2 separate regions of the Danio rerio genome follow, and region 1 is linked to region 2. A link is a contact called in public Micro-C data. All regions are on one chromosome and are shown on one strand. Each heading gives the region's core, a stretch centred on a gene start, on an enhancer-like site or on the middle of the called end of the contact. The rest is flanking DNA. Distances are from core to core; before and after follow the strand shown. Region 1 holds the start of exd3 (exonuclease 3'-5' domain containing 3). Region 2 holds the start of slc27a4 (solute carrier family 27 member 4).

What was found. Hi-C and Micro-C count contacts between places; a contact is called where the count stands out from the background.
Region 1: a contact with region 2 is called in a Micro-C map of caudal fin, with 6 times the contacts expected there. The contact joins the promoter of exd3 here to the promoter of slc27a4 in region 2. A contact is called at or near these places in 3 of 18 Hi-C or Micro-C datasets (caudal fin, embryo and hematopoietic stem cells).

The regions. Positions count from the first base shown.
Region 1 is chr10:11,623,426-11,630,220 of GRCz12tu, reverse strand. It overlaps exd3 (exonuclease 3'-5' domain containing 3), which reads left to right and starts at 3,280. Exons shown (of 20, transcript XR_012386155.1): 1 at 3,280-3,358.
Region 2 is chr10:11,369,015-11,375,143 of GRCz12tu, reverse strand. It overlaps slc27a4 (solute carrier family 27 member 4), which reads right to left and starts at 2,307. Exons shown (of 13, transcript NM_001017737.1): 1 at 2,018-2,307. It overlaps swi5 (SWI5 homologous recombination repair protein), which reads right to left. Exons shown (of 5, transcript NM_001326527.1): 4 at 4,984-5,078; 5 at 3,886-4,615. The coding sequence ends at 4,551.

The DNA.
Region 1 (6,795 bases), core at 2,031-4,530, 250 kb before region 2:
GAAGAATGTCCAAAATTGTGATACACAACTAGGGTCACCCTGGGGAGAGCAAAGGGTCAGGGGAACACTCTCGCATAAATAACGTTTCGTGATTTGTTTTGTTTTTGTCATTGTTTAAAATAAATAAATATAATAATAATAATAATAATAATAAACATAACTTGTAAATAATGTAATAATAAAATAACAAATGAGGTTGGAGCAGCACCGTGGAGCAGTAGGTAGCACAATCACAGCAAAAAAGTAGCTTGTTCGAGCCCCAGCTTGATCTGTTGGCATTTTGCATGTTTGCATGTTCTCCCCGTGTTCGCGTGAGCGGGTTTCCTCCGGGTGCTCCGGTTTCCCCCACAAGTCCAAACACATGCGATCTAGGTGAATTGAATAAACTAAATCGGCCGTAGTGTGTGTGTGAGTGTGTGCAAGGCAGGCCCGTAGCTAGCCAGGTTAAAGGGGTGGTTCTTTTTTCTTAAAAAGTGGATCTTTTTGCTGCTATGCACCTCATTTACTATTTAATTATGAGATTTAAACACATTTTTAATCACAATTTTTAGCTGAAGTGTATTTTTAAAATACAAAATAGCCTACCTCAGTTTTACATGTATCCAAATAACTACAAAATAAAGCAGCCACAAATTTATCAAAATAAAATCCTGTATTTTTTATTTTGAAAATAGTACAAAATACTTTTACAAGGGAGCATAACATTTCTTCACAAACCTTTAGGCATATTGGATCAATCCCTCCACCATTAAACTAATTTAGTGAAGTAAACAATGATTATAACAGCTTTTCTCTGAGCATCACCTCTACTGTAAGAATAAAAAATGTAAGTTTTATAATCTACTTTTTGCAATTGTACTCTTCAATACACAATATAAAACTTGAGATCTCTGAAAATTTGGGAGTTTTTGACAAGTAGACTGGAATATTATTTAATATTTTTGTCTCATACTAATATACTACATGAAGGTTTGTAATTAACTATGAAGTGCACCTGCAGAATAGCTACTGGCATTTGAAACAGCCAATTTATTTCTGTAGGTATCGCCACTGTAGGACTTGCTTATGTTGTTTGTCTTATTTTCCTGTCTGATTTTGACCTGTCCCCGAATTTACCCCTGATATTTGTCTGTTACTTTCTTTCTATGTAATGTGTCATTTCCATCGATTCTCCAAGAATTGAATTTTCAAAATACAAAAATACAAGACAAAGTATTCTGATACAAAATATGAAGCCATTTTCATAAACCACGTCAAATACATTTAAAAATAAAAACTATTTTGTATTTAAAATACATATTTGACATTTTTTTAATCATATATTATATCTTAGAAAAAGAGAAGAAAAAAAATAATCTGTTTTAAATTAAAAACAAAGCCTATAATAAATATCATAATGGCCTGCACATTCAACTTTCCTCAGTCAGAATTTGTCCATTTGAATAATAATAATAATAACAATAATTATTATTATTATTATCAATAATAACAATAATGTAGAGCTTCACAGTTTTTCTAGTCTCTCTTGTAAAAAAAAGTACATTTGAAAATTAATTGATTACAACAATTGTATTTAAATTTTATTTTATTTTTAAGAGTTTTCAATGAGTGATTTTCACTATTTATGATGGCATAACAGTCAAATTAACACATGTATGGGACAAATTCTGGACCTTTGTCAGAGAGGGGTGGGTCTTATAAAAAAAATAATAAAATCTACAAATATATAATACAAATAAATGTACAACTGTCCCCATGTTTCTTGTTTTGGTATATTATTATCGTCATTTAGTGACAATAAAGGCTAAGTAACACCATTTGACGGAGATGAAGCTGACAGTGATCAACAATGCATTCTATCATTGCATGGTTTATGCTTGTTTTTGTGTGATTTTTTTTGAGGACGACAAGCTTAATTAAGATCCTGTCACATTTTTTATAAGAAAATGTCAATTTTAGGAATAATTTCCCATATATTTTGTATCTAAATATAAATAAACATTTTCTTAAATAATCTAATAATAATAATAATAATCGTTGTTGTTGTACTTCCTATTTTATGATGGTTAAGACTTTTATAAATGTTCTATTGGATAATGATTACATAATTATTTAATAATAAATGTGTTATTATTGTTACCATTATCATTCATTTATTCATTTTCTTGTCGGCTTAGTCCCTTTATTAATCCGGGGTCACCACAGCGGAATGAACCGCCAACTTATCCAGCAAGTTTTTAACGCAGCGGATGCCCTTCCAGCTGCAACCCATCTCTGGGAAACATACAGTACACACACACTCATACACTATGGGCAATTTAGCCTACCCAATTCACCTGTACCACATGTCTTTGGACTGTGGGGGAAACCGGAGCACCCGGAGGAAACCCACACGAAGGCAGGGAGAACATGCAAACTTCACACAAAAACGCCAACTGAGCCGAGGTTCGAACCAGCGACCCAGCGACCTTCTTGCTCTGAGGCGACAGCACTACCTACTGCACATCACTGCCTCGCCCTGTTACTATTATCATTGTTGTATAACACAAGATTTTAATTGACTTCTGCACATCTGTAATTTAATAGTAGTTTCATAGTGTTTTTTTAAAGACTTTTAGCCCACATTGAAAGAAAATGAGCAACATTTATTCATTCATTTTCCTCTGGCTTAGTCTCTTTATTCATCAGGGGTCACCACAGCGGAATGAACCGCCAACTTATCCAGCATATGTTTTCACAACGTATGCCCTTCCTGCTGCAACCCAGTACTGGAAGACATCCATACACTCTCATTGACACACATACACACGGCCAATTTAGCTTGTTCAGTTGACATATAGCGCATGTCTTGGACTTGTGGGGGAAACCGGAGCACCCGGAAAAACCCACGCCAATACACGGAGAACAAATTTGACAAATTTAGATTTATTGTTAGAAATTCAAGACCCACATGTACATTTTTTAAAAATAATATTAAAATGTGTTACTTTCTTAGGTTGATTACTGTCCTCGTGGTTTATAACAGCTGATGTTCACTTGACTCGTCAATAGATGTCGCCCGAATCCCGTTATTCTTTCTAAGCCACTAATTTGTAATTTCTCGATTATTCTGGCGCAACTATTACTGTCCCGTTTAATTTTTTTACTTTAGCTCGCATAATTGGGCCACTTTGACAGTTCTTTCCATCTTTACTAATTATACAAATATAAAGTTTACAAATATTTAAAGGGAACGCGTGTCACATCGTCAAATGTTGGCAATAAACCTTCAGCGAATTTAATGGTTCCGCCCGGATATACTGACAGATTTATCCAGCAACATTCAATCCCCTCGCAGCTTGACATCATCGTTATTTAAGTAAGTTGAATATTCATAACTGACACTGATTCTGGTGAAACATGTAAATACAGTCGCCTTGTTTTTAACGCCAGCAGCTGTCAATTTGTTTACGACTCATAATAAAGCACTTCACGCTTTCCTGCTAGCACGTTGAGATTAGCCACTTCAGTGCTGAAATTCATTTTATTGGATTCCGAGTTACGACGAGAACAACAAAATGTCATTTTAGAGGGCAACGACGTTGTGTTTTCGAAATACAGGCAGTACACGCCAACTTTCTATATGAAAGTGAGCACTGAAGATGTTATCGTGTGTTTTGTTCAGACTAAAACTCAGTCAGTTTTACTAGTTTTAAATGCATTTCTTAATGGCTGGGGTTTTCCATGTTAAGTCACGTTATATTTATAAATTTAGTCTATGTAATATGTTTTGTAAACACTTCTTACACTGCTAACAACTTAGATTCTATTTACTACTTCTTCTGGTTAAAAATGTGATCTGATAACTTAAGTTAATAATTATTTCTGTTCTCTTTTTATATAAAAAATGATTTCTTAATCAATCTTAATTTTTAATATATTTGTTGTTTTGTGTTTTTATATTGACAAAATCATTATTTAAAACACTTTCTAATCTGTTTTCTGTTTTACTTTTTAAATATAATATAGTATACAGATAATTATTATATAATATAGGAGCAATTGCATGCTAATGTCAACCTTGCCATGAAAAAAAACATTTCACCAAAATAGAGAAACCATTTTTAAAAAAAATTTTTTGTGTGTAGGCTTGTATTTTACAGTAATTTAGAAATACATAAAAATGTCTCTGTCAGTATTTTTAAACTATTAAATGTGGTTTACCAAAGTCACACAAGTGCCAATTTCACATCTGTCACATTCAAAACGGAGAGATGTCACATCCATAATGAAGCTTTTCCCTTATAAATGCAAAAAGTCAAATAAAATAAAATCAGTAATGTTTGTTCAAGAAAGAACCGACTCTTTTCCTTTTGATTAGCTTTGTTTCTTTTGGGCTGTGCAGTTTAATTCATAGAATTGTATACTGCAAACTCGCAAACTTTTTTGTCACATCCATACCGCATGTTTATTTTCCTCATTTAAAGTATAAAGCATGTTTATAGATTGATATTTTTCTGATCTCATAACTCTGTGGTCATTTGTTTTGGGAAATATAAGTAGTTGCTTCAGTGTAATGTTACTTTCTTTGTGAATTTATGTTTTGACTTTTACTGCAAATGTCACATCCATAACGCTGGAATTGCTCTTATAAGTCATTTTAAATTTCTTACATTGCTATTAATTTTTTGTTAAATAAAAATACAGGTCTAAATTAACAATTTTTATTTCTTATCTATTTTATATTCTGTTCTTTTTGATGAAAATAAAATGATTCTGGTTATATTATGTATAATACATAAATGGTTAACTGCATTAGACTGATCAAAGGAATTATCAGATTCCCATATATATTATTATTATTTTTATTTATTATATATTTTTCTATTCTATTTTTTTTGTTTTGATGACTTTTATGGTCATTTGTAAGTTGGTTGGGATTAAATCATCTGCTATTTTATTAAATGTAGCACACACACACACACACACACACACACACACACACACACACACACACACACACACACACACACACACAAACACATGTTGGTTTTGTGGTTTATGGTGATTCTCCATAGTAGGGCATTTTAATAGTGCATAAAGAAGTTTAATAAAGATTTTTATTGAACAATTTATACAATTAAGACTAAATTGTTTTGTTAAAATGTTACACTTGTTTTTTAAATTTCTGTAACTAAATACTGACTCTCTGCAGAAATTCATAAATCACTGTTTGTTTCACTTGAATATTTGTTCCATTGTGTTCATTAATGACTGTATTCTGTTTTTTTATATGTATATAATAAATTACATAAAAATACATTAAGTACATTTATATTTCACTCGCCTATAAAATCATCCCATTCACTCTAAAGCAGGGGTATCCAAACTTGGTCCTGGACCTGACCTGCAGATTTTAGCTTTAGTTTTAATGAAAAACACCTGAACCAGCTAATCAAGCTCCAGGCAGGTGTGTTGAGGGCGCTAAACTCTGCAGGACACCAGCCTTATCTCTATATTTATGCTGTTGCATTCAGAATTATTAGCCCCCCCCTTTCAATTATATATATAAACAGTTTAAGTCAGAATTATTAGCCCCCCTTTGATTTTTTTTAGGTCTTTTTAAATATTTCCCAAATTATGTTTTATGGGGCAAGGAAATTTTCACAGTATGTCTAATAATATTTTTTTCTTCTGGGAAAAGTCTTATTTATTTTATTTTGGCTAGAATACAAGCGGTTTTTAATTTTTTTTGAATTGGAAGGTGTGTCCAAACCTTTGGATATATATATATATATATATATATATATATATATATATATATATATATATATATATATATATATATATATATATATATATATATATATATTACATACACAGTTAAAGTCAGAATTATTAGCCCCCTTTTGATTTTTTTTTTCTTTTTTAAATATTTCCCAAATCATGTTTATCAGAGCAAGGAAGTTTTCACAGTATGTCTGATAATGTTTTTTTTCTCTAGAGAAAGTCTTATTTGTTTTATTTCAGCTAGAGTAAAAACTGTTTTTAATTTTTTAAACACCATTTTAAGGACAAAATAATTTTTTTCCCGACTGTCTACAGAACAAACCATCGTTATACAATAAATTGCCTAATTACCCTAACCTGCCTAGTTAACGAAATTAACCTAGTTAAGCCTTTAAATGTAACTTTAAGCTGTATAGAAGTGTCTTGAAATATATCTAGTAAAATATTATTTAATGTCATCATGGCAAAGATAAAATAAATCAGTTATTAGAATTGAGTTATTAAAATTATTATGTTTAGAAATGTGTTGAAAAAAATCTTCTCTCCTTTAAACAGAAATTAGGAAGAAAAAAAATAAACACGGGGTCTAATAATTCAGGGGGGCTTATAAATGTGACTATATACTTGACAATGTAAAATTTTTCCAATATCATGCAGCCCTACATCATAGGCATAATGTTCGTATCTTATGCTGTAAAAACTATTTTTACCTTACCATAACTCTACCCTTAATCTCAAGCCTTACAAGAAACCTGTGGCAGATTTTGAATGTGAAAAGACCCTGTTAAGTATTTTGACGGATGACACAAGTCATGTCCTCATAAACCACCTCAACATTGTAATACCTAAGTCATACCCATGTCATAATACAAATGTGACCTCATAAACTACCAAAACCAGTACACACACTTAATTGAGAATGTATGACACAATGCTGTTCAATGGCAGTTATAATGCTATGATTTTACTAAGTTCTATTTAAGAAAGTTGTCTTATAATGAATCAAACAGTGCACGCAAACAGTGG
Region 2 (6,129 bases), core at 1,058-3,557:
ACATACTACAATTAAATTCAAGCAAAAAAAAAACTACAACATTTTAAAGTTTTTTTGCTTCTCTTGATTTTTGCTCTTTTTTATAATTGTATTTATTGTTTTCTATAACATTGTACATTTGGTTGTACTAGTTTTTTGACCGTTATCATAAGTTATTTTGTTAGATAAACTCCAGATTTGGCTTCCGTACTGACTAAACTAAAGTATATGTACAAATATATAATTGTAAAGCTTCATGTTAAAAATGTGAATTTAAAACAGATTTTTGAGGGGTGTACTGAGCACTTTATATTTGATATAGTGCATTAATGCCTACCCACTTTTTTCAGCAATACTTTTTTTCAAAATATTTAAAAGGTTTTTGATACAGCATCAAAAACTATGGAACAAGCCAATTGGGTATAAGGTGAATAAAGTGAATTACAATATTACAAACATTGTTTTTTTTTTTTTTTCAAAAACAAAGTGATGAAAATTAGACCAAAATAGATTTTATGATAGAAAGCTGCAAATGACACAATAAAATTAAATATAATGCAGAAATATTACATTAATCGCTTAACGATTTTGGTTGCATCTATAGAAATAATACATTTCAAGTTTTCAGCAAAGTTTGCACACATATATAATTAAGTTTTAGAAACACAGGGAGCTAAAGTTTGAACCCTCAGATTGGTGAAATTTTCTATGCAACACCTGCACATTGCTAATAAATTTACTGAATTAATACTAACAGATTGGTTTAACAAAGGCATAGCTTGCAATCTATTAACTGCCTTGGTGCTCATAACTTTTTCTGTATAAGTGTTTCTGCAGGTTTCACAAAGTTAAATTTAAGACTTTTAAAGACATTTTAAAGACCATTATGAATTAAATTTTTGCCTTACACAAGGCTAAATGCTAAAGATTTTTTTTTTTCGAACATCTTAGTTAAAAAAGACTTTCACTTGCCCTATCAAAAAATAATTAAAATTAAATACATTCAATGATACAATAATAATAATTTAGTTTGAATATTTCTTTTTGTAATTTCTAAATAAATCCATTCACAAACTCTATAACCCTTAACAAGAATAGAACAAAACATAGCTGTCAGTTACTTCAGCCTACAATAATAATGATTTAATAATAAAAATATAGGTCAGGTCAGTATCATCATAAGTAAATAAATGTAGAACTTTTAAGCAAATGTTAATTAAAAGCTTTTTGAAAATAAAAAGTTAAAAGCTTTATCGAGATGAATTGCTGTCAATTGTATGGGTGTAAATGGCCAGAGTAGGTTGCTATACATGAACACAGAAAAATTAAGACTTGTTGAAAAATATGTAAGACCTACAACACATGTCAGTAGATTTAAGACTTTTTAAAGCCTAAAATTTAGCTTTTAGAGATTTAAGACATTTTAAGACCCTGTAGACACCCTGTTCAGAGACCTAAAAGTTAACGTTAACCTATTTTTTGGTAATTGGGAGTTTAACATATTCAGAAATGTTTCCCAGCTCATTGCGCCTAAGAGTTCAGGATTCAGGTCGATTTGTGAACGAATCCATTCGCTTTAATGACTCGGTTGAAAAGATCCGACTCAAAAGAATGCTTCGCTCGCGAATCGGACATCACTACAGCAATGCAGTACACTGAGCTTCACTCTACAGTTACAATCACAAAACACGTTGTATGAAATTCAACTCGTACAGTCAGGCAATTAATTATATTATGCGTTTATACGATCGGTTATATTTGCTATGCGTGTTTCATACTGAAAAGGCCAGTGCGCATGAATGACATCCTATTTCCCTTTAGCTGGATTATGAGCAATTACACTGCTACACATGACACGGCATCCATCGGCAAACATAAGCAGAACACAATGCATATTGACGCTATAGTAAAATCAGTAAATTCATCTTTAACAAGCAACTGACAGCTCGCTATCATGACGATTAATGATACAGGAGATTCCGGAAATGACTAATGGCTAAAATATTTGAAATGTTGGTGTTTGTGGTCCGGGAAATACCTCGATTTTGGTCTTCTCTGTCACAATAACGTGTGTATTATGGCAGAAGGGGAACCTGTTCCGTACGATCCCACCTTGATCGGCTTAAGCGAAACCTCCACCGTTTACCTGCGCTGATACACACGCGCCGGTGTGTAACGGCCACTCGCCCGCCTTTTACCTATTTCCGCGGCTCCTATGGTAGACTTTGCTCCCGTTTATTTCATTTTTTCACTCTTATCTGTTATCGCTTCATTGTGGGGATAGCATGTAGCGCTGGTAATTCCAATGACCTTATAATTTTCTTACTTGCGCCCGCCTCCTCGCTATTCGCCGGTGCTGTGTGTACACATTGAATGACAGCGCTTTAAACCAATCGTGCTCTCAGAGCGCAGCCTTTTCGCTGTTGAAAGGCGGGGCTTAAAGTCCTGTCAAGGAAATGTGGCCCAGCCAGCGAATCATCACGACAGTTTCCACCCGGTAGTTGCAAAGCAGCTCTGCGGGACCATGAGGCATGATGGAGGAGGAGAACGAGAGCTATTGTCAGACATCTGTCCATCTGCAAGCCATTGTACTGGCAAAGACAGCTGTTTGTGAAAATTAAAAGAACGTAATGCACATGATAATACTAATGTGTAAGGAGACAGGATTTTAACTGAAATATATAGCAAAAGGACACGAGACTGTTGGTTTCATTCAAAATGCATGAATTGCAAACATTTCTATTTTAGTTTGAAGTATGTATTTTTTTTTCTGTGAAATTATTTTGACTATACTCCTGATTGCATGTAGCATTCGATACAAGTTAATTCACAGAAACAAACTGTGTATAATCGCTTATCTAAATGTAGCTCCTAAAACAACTTACCTATGTAGCTGACGTCACAAACCCCATTTATTTTTTCAGTTTGCATTTTAATGTTAACATGATTTGCCTAACAAATTACTTTCCACTGTGTTTCTTTGTACTGGTCACAACATTCATATATTTTTTTAGAATGGTCGATGAAAATCATGTGAGATAACAGTAACAAAAATTGATTTCATGTGGTATAAACACTTCACTGTGGATATCATGTTAGACAGCACCAGTGGTGGAAAGTCATGAAAAATCATACTCAAGTAAAAGTATAATTACTTACTTAATAATGTAGTGCAAGTAGAGTAAAAGTATCTGCTGTAAATATTACTCAAAGTATGAGTAAAAAGTAGCCCTTTAAGAAGTATTACACTGTGAAAAGGTGATGTTTTTACATGCAATTTATGCATGTGTGTGTGTAAACGTAACATTTTGACTATTTGACGATTTCAGTCATCGTACAGTAAACATTCGCCACCATCAATGGCATTCAGTCTAAACAGTCATTGCGTGTAAAGATTTTGGACATCATCTTCCTGGATACTTTCCAAACATATCTTCAAATTGTTCATAATAATGAAAAATTATTATTATTTGATAGGACTGGAATCAAAGAATTGATTTAATAATTTGTTTATCCCCATAGACAAGAAAAAAATTAAGTAATTACGCAGGTTGAAATAAAGTAGTGGAGTAAAAGTAGCGATATTGCACTAAAAGTGTATTCAAGGGAAAGTAAAAGTACACATTTTTAAAACTACCTAATAAATTACTAATCCTAAGAACAAAAAACTCAAGTACAGTAATTGGAGTATTTATAATTTGTTACTGGACAGCACAAATCAGTTTACAACTGTATAGTGATATGTACATTATCTACTATCAGCAAAGCAGATTTTTTATCTATGCAATCCAAAAATATTGAGACACAGGCCATAATTTATCTATCATAACTAGCTTATGGTGTACTTAGTTCACCTTTAGCACAGCTGGGACAGCTACGCAACATAACACATTAAGCAACCTCACAAATACTGCTTAAATTTATTTCATTAACTTTCAAATAAATGCATTTATTGGTAAAACAAAAATAATAATAACAATAATAAAGCAGAATTTATGACACAGTACTTCCCTAAAGGAACAGTTCACCCATAAATGAACCTTTCATCATTGTGCCAAATCTGACTTCCTTTCATTTGGAGAGCCCAAAATGAGACGTTTCGAAAAATGTTCATGTTGCTCTTTTCCATACAACGTGAGCAACTTCAAAGCTACATGTCATCTCGTTTTGGATTTCAAATCAAAATAAAAGGTAAGGAATTCATGACAGACATTGAATTTTTAAACAAATTTTCCTCTAATTCACCAGATTTGGATGACAACACAATGGCCATAGACACCTTTTCATGCACAATAATCTCGCGTGCATGATATCACGTCGCCTTTGGCATGAACACAATATGAGTAAAACGATGCTCAGAGAAAAACGTCAAACCAATTCTTATCACAGTGTTAACAAAAGACCTTTTTATTTCTTTGAAGGTTTGTATGTAAAATTAAATCAGAGTTAATTCAGACAGAAACTTCTTAATTAGGCTCATTCAGCCCAATAGCATGAAGAAAACACTGGTGTGTTCTGTATAAATACAAAGATATAACACTAACAGTATTATGAGGCCCTTCCAATCTCTGTCAGTCATCCAACTCAAGGCCAAAGTGACTGTACAAGTCTCGTGTGGTCACTCCACGCAGGCCGGCTGTAGGAAACACAGAGAGACAGTTGTCTTTATCAATGGTCACATGGGGAAAAATGACCCCCTCCAGCCCTCAGAGCAGCTGAAGTCACTGTGAGGCCGGAGAAACTCAGCATGCTGGGAGTCTAAAAGGGTCCATTATCTTACAGAATGCAGCGGTAATACCAGAGGATGCCATTATCATAATCTTGACACTGGTGAGAAATGCAGAGCGAGCGTACGGAGGCTGTAACCCACTTAGATGAGTGTGATGGCAGAAGTGTGTAGGCCACAAGTGTTTATGGAGAGGAGGTTATTGTGGTATGAATGTCTGGTAGCAGACTGGCAAAAAACACCTTTTAAAATGTATTATTAAAGGCATCACGTCTTACCTAGTCTGCCCAGTAGAGTTTGTCCGATGTCTTTGATGTCATTGTATTCATGCAGCAGGTCGATGTGCTGATCCAGCTCTTGTACAACAAATCCTCTGCAAACACAACCACACAGCAACGCTAGCTCAGTTTAATCTGCCAGTAAACCAATAGTGGGACAATAATGCAACTAAAAATAAGCAATCTTAAAATGGACATATTTTACATTTAAGATATTTTAGCTATTATCTTAAAAGAAACAAAACTAAATATATACAAAAAAAAAACTGCTATCTTAAAAGGTCCCATGAAATTAAAATAAACTTTTTAGATGTTAAAATCAGTATTGTTAGCTTGTAGGATATCTATAAGCTAATTTTCTCCAAAACAGTGACAAAATTTGCATTTAGAAGATATAAAACTGATATAAACATGTAAAGCATAGATCTCAAACTCAATTCCTGTAGGGCCGCAGCTCTGCACAGTTTTGCTCCAACCATAATCAAACACAGCTGATCCAGTGTTCAAAAAAGTCCTGAACACTTTGATTAGTTGCATTAGCTGTGTTAGATTAGGATTGGAGCAAAACTGTTCAGAGCTGTGGCCCTCAAGGCATTGAGTTTGAGATCTATCATGTAAAGCTTCTGCCTGAAGCTGCGGTCACACTGCACTTTTCTCCTCATAGACTTCCATTCATACGCATGCGGATGAGTCAGACCGGAAACGCAAGCACCTACGACAGGTTTTCCAGGTTGCTGCAATGCAGAGTTTAAGCTTGATGAACTCTGACTTGTGAAATACCATCACTTGACTACATGAGACCAACTGAGGATCAAAACATGACCTCTCTGGACAGGAATTTAAAATATGGACCAATCACTCACTTTTTTAATGTCTAATCATCTTGTTCAATCCCACCCCTTTTCGCAGAGCCGTATGACATAATTTTGTAAGCTCAAACTCAAGTGTGACTGCGGCATAAATGGATTTTTTTTTTTTCATGTCACCCCATACTTCAGTTTTTCATCAAATCACGACCAATCAAATGCTCTCTAGAGTCTGATATGCCCCTTCCCTCTTAAGACGCTTCACATTTGATGCGCTTGAGCTCAATCACTCTCACTGGCAAAGCGGTGATAAAGCAAAAGGCTATTGACTGTTTTATAA